2 separate regions of the Xenopus laevis genome follow, and region 1 is linked to region 2. The links are chromatin contacts, called in public Hi-C maps. All regions are on one chromosome and are shown on one strand. Each heading gives the region's core, a stretch centred on a gene start, on an enhancer-like site or on the middle of the called end of the contact. The rest is flanking DNA. Distances are from core to core; before and after follow the strand shown.

Evidence for each region. A called contact is a pair of places that touch in the nucleus more often than the background predicts.
Region 1: a contact with region 2 is called in a Hi-C map of the XTC cell line, with 3 times the contacts expected there. The contact joins the promoter of LOC108709904 here to the promoter of map3k12.S in region 2. A contact is called at or near these places in 2 of 4 Hi-C or Micro-C datasets (the XL177 cell line and the XTC cell line).

Annotation. Positions count from the first base shown.
Region 1 is chr2S:138,544,655-138,548,700 of Xenopus_laevis_v10.1, reverse strand. LOC108709904 (anti-Muellerian hormone type-2 receptor-like) reads left to right here and starts at 2,167. Exons shown (of 11, transcript XM_018250154.2): 1 at 2,167-2,554; 2 at 2,631-2,807; 3 at 3,385-3,519. The coding sequence starts at 2,494.
Region 2 is chr2S:138,416,831-138,420,889 of Xenopus_laevis_v10.1, reverse strand. It overlaps map3k12.S (mitogen-activated protein kinase kinase kinase 12 S homeolog), which reads right to left and starts at 2,572. Exons shown (of 14, transcript NM_001100941.1): 1 at 2,300-2,572.

The DNA of each region.
Region 1 (4,046 bases), core at 918-3,417, 130 kb before region 2:
TATAACACAAACTTTCATATTCTGAGACAACCTTCAGTCTTCATTTTGTGGTTCTGCTTGTGTTTTTAATTATTTAGGTTTTTGCTCTATGTTGCTAGGGGTCCAGTTTACCCTAGCAACCCAGCAGTAGTACAAAAGTTTAAATGAGCGACTAGAAGCAGGATAGCAGAGGCCCTAAATGGAATGCAAAGTATCAATAACTAAAAACAGCCTCACAGTTTATAGACTGCCAGAATCAGTGACTTTAAAATTGGAAAGAGGCAGAATAAATCAAAAATTATTTTAAAATATGAAGACCAATTGAAAAGTTCTATATTGCTTGTCATTTAAGTCTGGGATCCTAAACTGGCACCATGCTCTCTCATTTAGGAAACAGTACATTTCACAACGTGAATGTGTATTCTTAAGGTTTGTGCACACTTTTTTTTTAATGTGTTTCACACGCATTTGAGATGCAGGTTTAAGTGCACCTACGCGCATCTCCTAACTGATTAACTGTTATTTTCTGCCTGATTCTAGTACTCTGCTTTTTATCTCATTAGGTTTTTTCACATTTTTGTAGATGTAATTTGCTGCATTTTCTTGAACTTGACCCACATTCATGTGACATTAAATTATAGGGTTGTATTTGGAAATGACAAAAACACATGTGCAAATATATGTAAACACAATAAATGCATTTTTATGCATTCAGTGCAAGTCTGTAAACACACAAAAAAAGCCTGCCTGTAAGAGCCATTAAGGGCATACGTATGTCTACAAGTGCAATGGGCACTGTGGCAGTTTTTCCCAAAATTTGAGCATCATTACGTCCTCAAGGGATGACATCACCTACTGTAATTGTGTCCGATTTTGCATGCACTTCATCACAAATCGTGCACAAGTACCTTTAATGACATTGGTGTAATGCGCAACTGACTGCAGGGAAATTATGGGGACCGCAACTACGCTGGAGTCTTTAGTTCATGCGTTTGGGTAGGACTACATGGACATTTTTGGCCCAACCCGACGCACTGTGACAAAATGCATGCGACAAATAGCGTGCGAAATGAGGTAAGAGATAGAAATGTCAGATGAAGTCGCAGCATTGATTTGACGCGACTGTCGGATGCAGATTCTGTCATGATTGGGATTCTGCCATGATTTTTAAGATGTTGTTTTTATTTCTAAATTACACTGTTTACATTGCAAATAATTCACTCTACAATATAAAATTTCATTCCTGAACCAGCAAGTGTATTTTTTTAAAAGTGTAATATAGGTGTGTAGGCAGCCATCTCCGGTCATTTTGCCTGGGCATGTGCAGAAAGAGCCAGTGCTGCCCTGTGGAACTGCTTTCTGGCAGGCTGTTGTTTCTCCTACTCAATGTAACTGAATGTGTCGCAGTGGAACCTGAATTTTACTATAGAGTGTTGTTCTTAGATCTACCAGGCAGCTGTTATCTTGTGTTGGGGAGCTGCTATCTGGTTACCTTCCCATTGTTCTGTTGTTAGGCTGCTGGGTGGAAGGGAGGGGGGTGATATCACTCCAACTTGCAGTACAGCAGTAAAGAGTGACTGAAGTTTATCAGAGCACAAGTTACATGACTGGAGGCAGCTGGGAAACTGACAATATGTCTAGCCCCATGTCAGATTTCAAAATGAAATATAAAAAAATCTGTTTGCTCTTTTGAGAAAATGATTCAGTGCAGAATTCTGCTGGAGCAGCACTATTAACTGATGCATTTTGGAAAAAAACATGTTTTTCCCATGACAGTATCCTTTTAATTCTGTGCTGGTGATTTCTGTGCTATACACAGGGGAGGAGGCATATGGCTTTAAGGGTGTGTCTTAATATGACAACTTTTTCAAATATGAGTGATAAGTGATATCCCTGCAGTGCGCACCAACCATTTGGTTGTTTGGTGTGTTACCACCATTAATGTTAATATGGTCTTAATAGATCTTGGGATAACATGGGTGTGGTTTAAAGTGGCTATTGTTTAAAAACTGGCAAAAGTCAACACTTCCATTATTGTCCCTCCACCACTTAGGCCAGAAAAATTCCAGCTCTCGGTACTTGTAGGCAAAATCCCTGTTATAGTATATGCGACACAGTGCAAAGCAATAGGAATAGGAATGAATGTAGCATGCTAGTGGGAAGAGCTGGCCTGAAAGAACAGAGCAAAAATGCCCAGCAGCATATACATTCGCTTATATGAACCTAATTCTGTGTTCTTAAATATTAGGGTTCAAGCTTGCCTCAGTGTGCTCCCAAAGCAGCACTCCCCCCAACATGTACAAAGGCCTAAGATACGCCCCACAGCTAAAATCCTTGACTTTCCTCCTCCCATGTGCAACTCCTCCACCTGCTGTGTGCCCGGAACTGTAGATAGCCCAGCAGTAGGCAAAGTGATAAAGACAGACTGTTCTCATGATGAGGATGAGTTTGATCTAACGGCAAACTCTTAGAAATATTAGGCGAAGGAAACGGTTATATCAACATCTAATAGGAATGTCTCATGGCAAATTATTATTGAACTTTCTTCTGCTTAGCTCTGCATTAACTCTACCAGGTGAGGTTCATCCTAGCAGTGCAATAAGGTATAACCTGTGAATTTGCATTACCTGATTCTCCTCCACACCCTCCAGTTGTCCACCTTGAAGGCATCACCTGTGCGTTATATGAGAACTCCTCTTCCAGTGTCAGCTTCCCTGTCTCCAACTTTGGGGAGCTACAAGGACCCGGAAAGATATACTGCAAGGAGAGCAATTGTTGTGTGGGTCTATGGAGTCTGTTCAGTGGGGAACTTCAGCCAGTCATATTAGGTAAGACTTGTTTAGTAGTGATCTCTGAATATATGTCTTATTTGAATTGCACTGAAATATATAGGAGCACAGAGGGCCTTCTTTTGTTGTTAAGTGTGGGTATTGCCTTGGCCCATATTCTGCAAAGATTCCAGGAAAAAAGTGTACCCGGTGGCCAAGTTATCATAAAAAGTGAAGTCTTTAAAAAAAATGAAAGTTGAATGTGTTTCATTTTGCCAAGAAATAAAGTCTACACAAACCATTTCCTGGACATGAGAGTGCCCACAAAAAAAAAAATAATTTTCAGTTGCTTTCTAAAACTGATATGAAATGTATGTTCTGAATGTAGCTGTGTTTATAGTGTTCCTCTAGTTTAATGCATGGCTCTGCAAAAATAGTGAACAGCTATCATTTTTATTTTATTGCCATCTCCTAGCCTCTCCATCCTGCCCATGGATGATGAAGGATGTTGGTCTTGTTCATTACAAGGAAAGAGGCGCAAGCCTGACCTCCCTGCCTAATGTGTAACCTGAAACAACATTTTAGGGAATCTTACGATGCTTCTGCTTATATTTCATGTCTTTGTGTGTTTATAAAGGCTGCTATCCAAAAAATGCCGTGTGCAGGTCAGCACTCTGCAATCCCGTGAGAATCCAGTCCCAGTATCACTGCTTCTGTTCATCAGACATGTGCAATGCAAACATTACCCATCCCCAAAAACCCATGATCTCCCGTGAGTATAAATATATATATATATAGGTCCTTGGGGTGGTGGCTAGTGCTGTTCTCAAGGGGAGGCCTTGGTAGGGCTGTGGGTGCTGAAGAAGCGTGGGCAAGGGGAATGCTGGTTTCATTTTGACATTCACATTTCTGGAGACATGAATAATATGCTTTGTGTGATTGTTAGCTTAAAGAGACACTAACATATATAATAACTTAAGGGTGTCACAATTTATTAGACATTTGAACATTAGGGAGGAGGGCACTGCATTATGCTCCAGTTCCTGCTAGGCTTTAGCCCACTTATGTACAATACACTGATAAGGAAGTAACGATATAGAACAAAAATAGCTACCTCACCATGCAAAAATAAATGCTATTGTTATGCATTATTTATAATATGCAGTGCATTACAGAGATTATACATCATTCCTTGTCCCTGTGGAGCTTACAATCTTAGGTCCCTATTGCTTTCACATAACACGCTAAAATCATGTTTACCAGCAGCTAATCAATTTGCAATTGCTTTTATATTATTAT
Region 2 (4,059 bases), core at 1,323-3,822:
CCCACCAAAGGACCTTAGACCAGGGGCCCACTCTTAGTACTATTATAATTCCTCTCCTCCCACAACCTGTATTCTCTTTTCTTTACATGCTATAATCTATTATTCAATCTATTTTGTCTCATTGTTCTCAAAGAAATTGAGAATGGCCATTAAATAGGCCAAATGTTTTGAAGCAGGAGGGCCCACTGACACCTGGGCCCACCAGGAGTTTTCCTGGTATCCCTGTGGGCCAGTCCGACACTAGCTTTAAGAATTCTACAATAATGTATTTTGTGGGGTATTTACATAAATATTTTGCACCCTACATAATATTGTAAATTATTGAGAGCAAGTATGTATATTGTAAGATTAGGCATACTCAGCCTGTCCATCTGTGACTTATCATATAAACAGTTTGTCATGTTCAGCATTAGATCCTTTCTCAAACACACAAGATAAAAGCTGCCAAGCCATCGCTCTGTGCTCACACTGCCAAGAACCTTCTCCTACACAAATTCAAGCGAGCATGATATCTACTAGAGACGTGCTTTATAAGAAAGCAATGGAACACACATTCCTTTGACTGATCCATATGCGGCCTGCACACAGTAACACACAGGGCTGGTTTTAGGGTAGACCCACATGACAGGGGTCACTTGGGGGGGTGTTTATATTAATTGTATGACCAGTTCTTCTTCAGTATAAATTACAACTCCCAGCATCCCCATGACAGTTAGAGGCAAACAGCTGGAGGGTTGCAGCCTAGATATTCCTAAATTAACAATACACACAAATATATCAGGCAATGGTATTTTATATGTACAGAATCATACCGACATGCAGAAATCCATAGTGTATCCAGAGACATACAAGCCATGTGTAAACAAACAAAATAGCATTTATAAGCAAACAAGTAAAGTACAGATAGTTACCAGTGTATTTCTATACAATATACCCCCTCCCCACACACATACATTTAGTCCAGGCAGTGGATATAAGCAGAGACATACAAAAACCCATGAACAATCCGTGTAACCTTTTTCATTCATCGCACCCCCCCTACTCTTTGGATAGGTTTCTACTGCCCCTTCATGGCCAGTCATGGGATTGCTCCAGCAGCACCACAAGCAAATGATTCCAGAGCTGAGCACATTTATTATAAAGCAACAATCCAACATTCGGAAGAAAAGAATCTCCAGGCGCTTTTAAAATAATTAATATCGGTTTCCGTGCATTTGGATTAAAATAAACAAGAGAAAGCTCTGCATATTTCCCAGGGCATATTCTCAAGTTCTATGAAACCTTTCCGCTGTATGCTGTTTGTTTACGCATCTTCTATGTGCAACCATTTTTCCTTATCTCCGTTGCTATTTATAACCTGCCTACATCTATGCTCTCACCTGCCTACACAGGCACCAGTTCTACTGCACTGGACTCAGTACCCCTGCCATGATGGTACATGCCTAGTGCTTCTTATCTATGGCTGGCAGCTCTCTGTAGCACTAGTGCAGGGGTGTCCAAACTGCGGCCCGAGGGCCACATGCGGCCCAGGATGCATATGAATGCGGCCCATCTTGAAACGCTTGGTTCCAGAGGAAATAGGAGGAGGGGGGGTTCTGCCCATTGCCCAGTTAGTAATAATAATATACAGTAATAATAAGTCTATTTAATATCCAGGTGTCCCATATTCCAGTGTATAGCTCCATCTGGTTATCCAACTGGTATTGTAGTTCTTTCCTGTGTATTTCCTTTACTCTTACAAATCAAACGTGTTTTTGTGTATTTCATGTGTGGCCCCAGACAATTTTATCATTTTCCAATGTGGCCTGGCGAGCCAAAAGTTTGGACACCCCTGCACTAATGGATAGGTCACTGGGGGGGGGGGGTAGTGGGATAATGTAACAGACCTCAGGCCTTTCCCTGATTTTTCTGCATTTATGTGTGATTTATAGTCTCTCACTGCCTGTTGGTCTGGGCTGTAATAGTGCCCAGGGTAACACACACACACATATATATATATATATATATATATATATATATATATATATTTATATACTAGTCATGGCTGGTGCAGGCCTGCAGCACATACAGAGGGCTACATAATGCAGCTTCATCCCATATCAGCAGCAGCACACAACGATGTTATATATCTATATCTACACACAATACACAGTACAATATACACAATACACAGTACAATACACAGTACAGAGCACAAGCCATTCCCCCTGTACATGATGTGCTACATGAGAAGGAAGGAGAATAAACTGAAAGCTATGGAGAACCAATAGAGCAATCTCTGCAGCCTCCTCTCTCTCACCTGTAAGCCAGCGCTCCAGAGACGTCTCGGGATGTGTCGCCAGTCGGTGTCCGTGTGTCTCGCTGCCTCAGTCGCACAATAGTGTAGGAGACGCCTGTCCCTGGGGCCTTCTGTCACTGCTTCTGCCTGGTCCCCATCTGGCTAATTGTAGTGTCAGGGAGAGGGATGGAGAGACAGCTGTGAGGGGGATGGGGAGGATGAGACTGCAGACCCCCAGTTCTCCCCTGTGATAGGACTGACACAGAGACCAGCGGTGCACCGAACTGATGCTTTAGGGGTGGGGGGGGTTTCGCGTGTTAAAGGGGGAGGGACAGTAAGATAGACACGCCCACCCATCTACGCATCCCAGCGGAGGTTAGTCACGCCCAAAGCAGCAGCATTAACCCTGTTCAGGACCAAGGACAGCGGCTGTAGATGAAGGTGACGTTGCGGTGCAGTTAGCGCCACATTAGCGCTCTCTATGTCGCTATGCCCGTGTCATTGATCGAATTAAGCTTCTGCTAGGATAGTAATGGATTCCTATATCCCAATGAACCAGTGTATTGCTGAAATGTAAGTGGCAGCCCATCAGATTTATAGATGCGATGCTGGGACTTTGGAACCCAATGCAAGGGTCACTCCAGGGCAGGTCTGGACTTGGAGTCAAAATAGGCCCAGGCATTTCAGGTACACAGAGGCCCAATCAGCTCACCATCAGACCACTAAATAGGGACTTTCTACGGCATCTTATGGCAGCCCCTCTGGCATTTGCCAGAACTCACAGATGGCCAGTCTGGGCCTGCTCCAGGGCTGTAACTACAGATAAAGCAGACCCTGCAGGACGAATAGGGGCCCCATTATGCCCTAATTAATTCATATGCAATTTCAATAAATAATGGTAAAACGTCAGCCATTTTGGGGGGCCTGAGAAATAATTTGCTGTGGGGCTGATTCAATGCTGAGACAATAAAGTGACCCTTTGCATTCTGCAATATTTTCTGAAAGTGCCCACTACTCCACTTTCCAAAAATCTTCTTTGCGTCTTATACAGGTGACGCTGCTGCCCACCACTAGTTCTGGCCCTGACATGTAGCTCTGATGTAAGGGCTCTTTCTCTCCAGCTCTGCACTGGGATTCAGATTATGACTTGCCATTTCTAGAACACAGAGGCCTAATAAATAGTGAGTGTCTATGGAATCTGGCATTTGCCACTATTAACAGATTGACAGTGTGGGCCTGTTTCCCATATACAGATTTTGGAGGCAGACACCATCACTCTTGGCTCATTGAGCAGCCCGTGGTCTGTATATAATGCCAGCAACATGGCTTTCCTCTGAAAAATGTCATTAGCCCAAGGAAAGGCAGTCAGTCATATGGTCCAGTCAGTCATTTGGTCCAACTCGATGTACTGGATTGTGTATACGACACCCAAATGTGAGTTCAGCAAAAGCCAATATATGGGAATGTCACTGTGTTTTGAGTATTTACATCTAATTCCACTACAGTTGATCCAAGTGCATTTTCACTGGTGTGTGTGTGTTAGGAAACATATAGGCCTCGTGATCATTTAATATTATTTTGTTCGACTTGCTAGAATGAGATTAAAGGGATTCTGTCATGATTTTTATGGTGTCGTTTTTATTTCTAAATTACACTGTTTACACTGCAAATAATTCACTCTACAATATAAAATTTCATTCCTAAAACATCAGGTGTATCTTTTTTAGTTGTAATATTGGTGTGTAGGCGCCATCTTAGCTCATTTCTCCTGGCCATGTGCT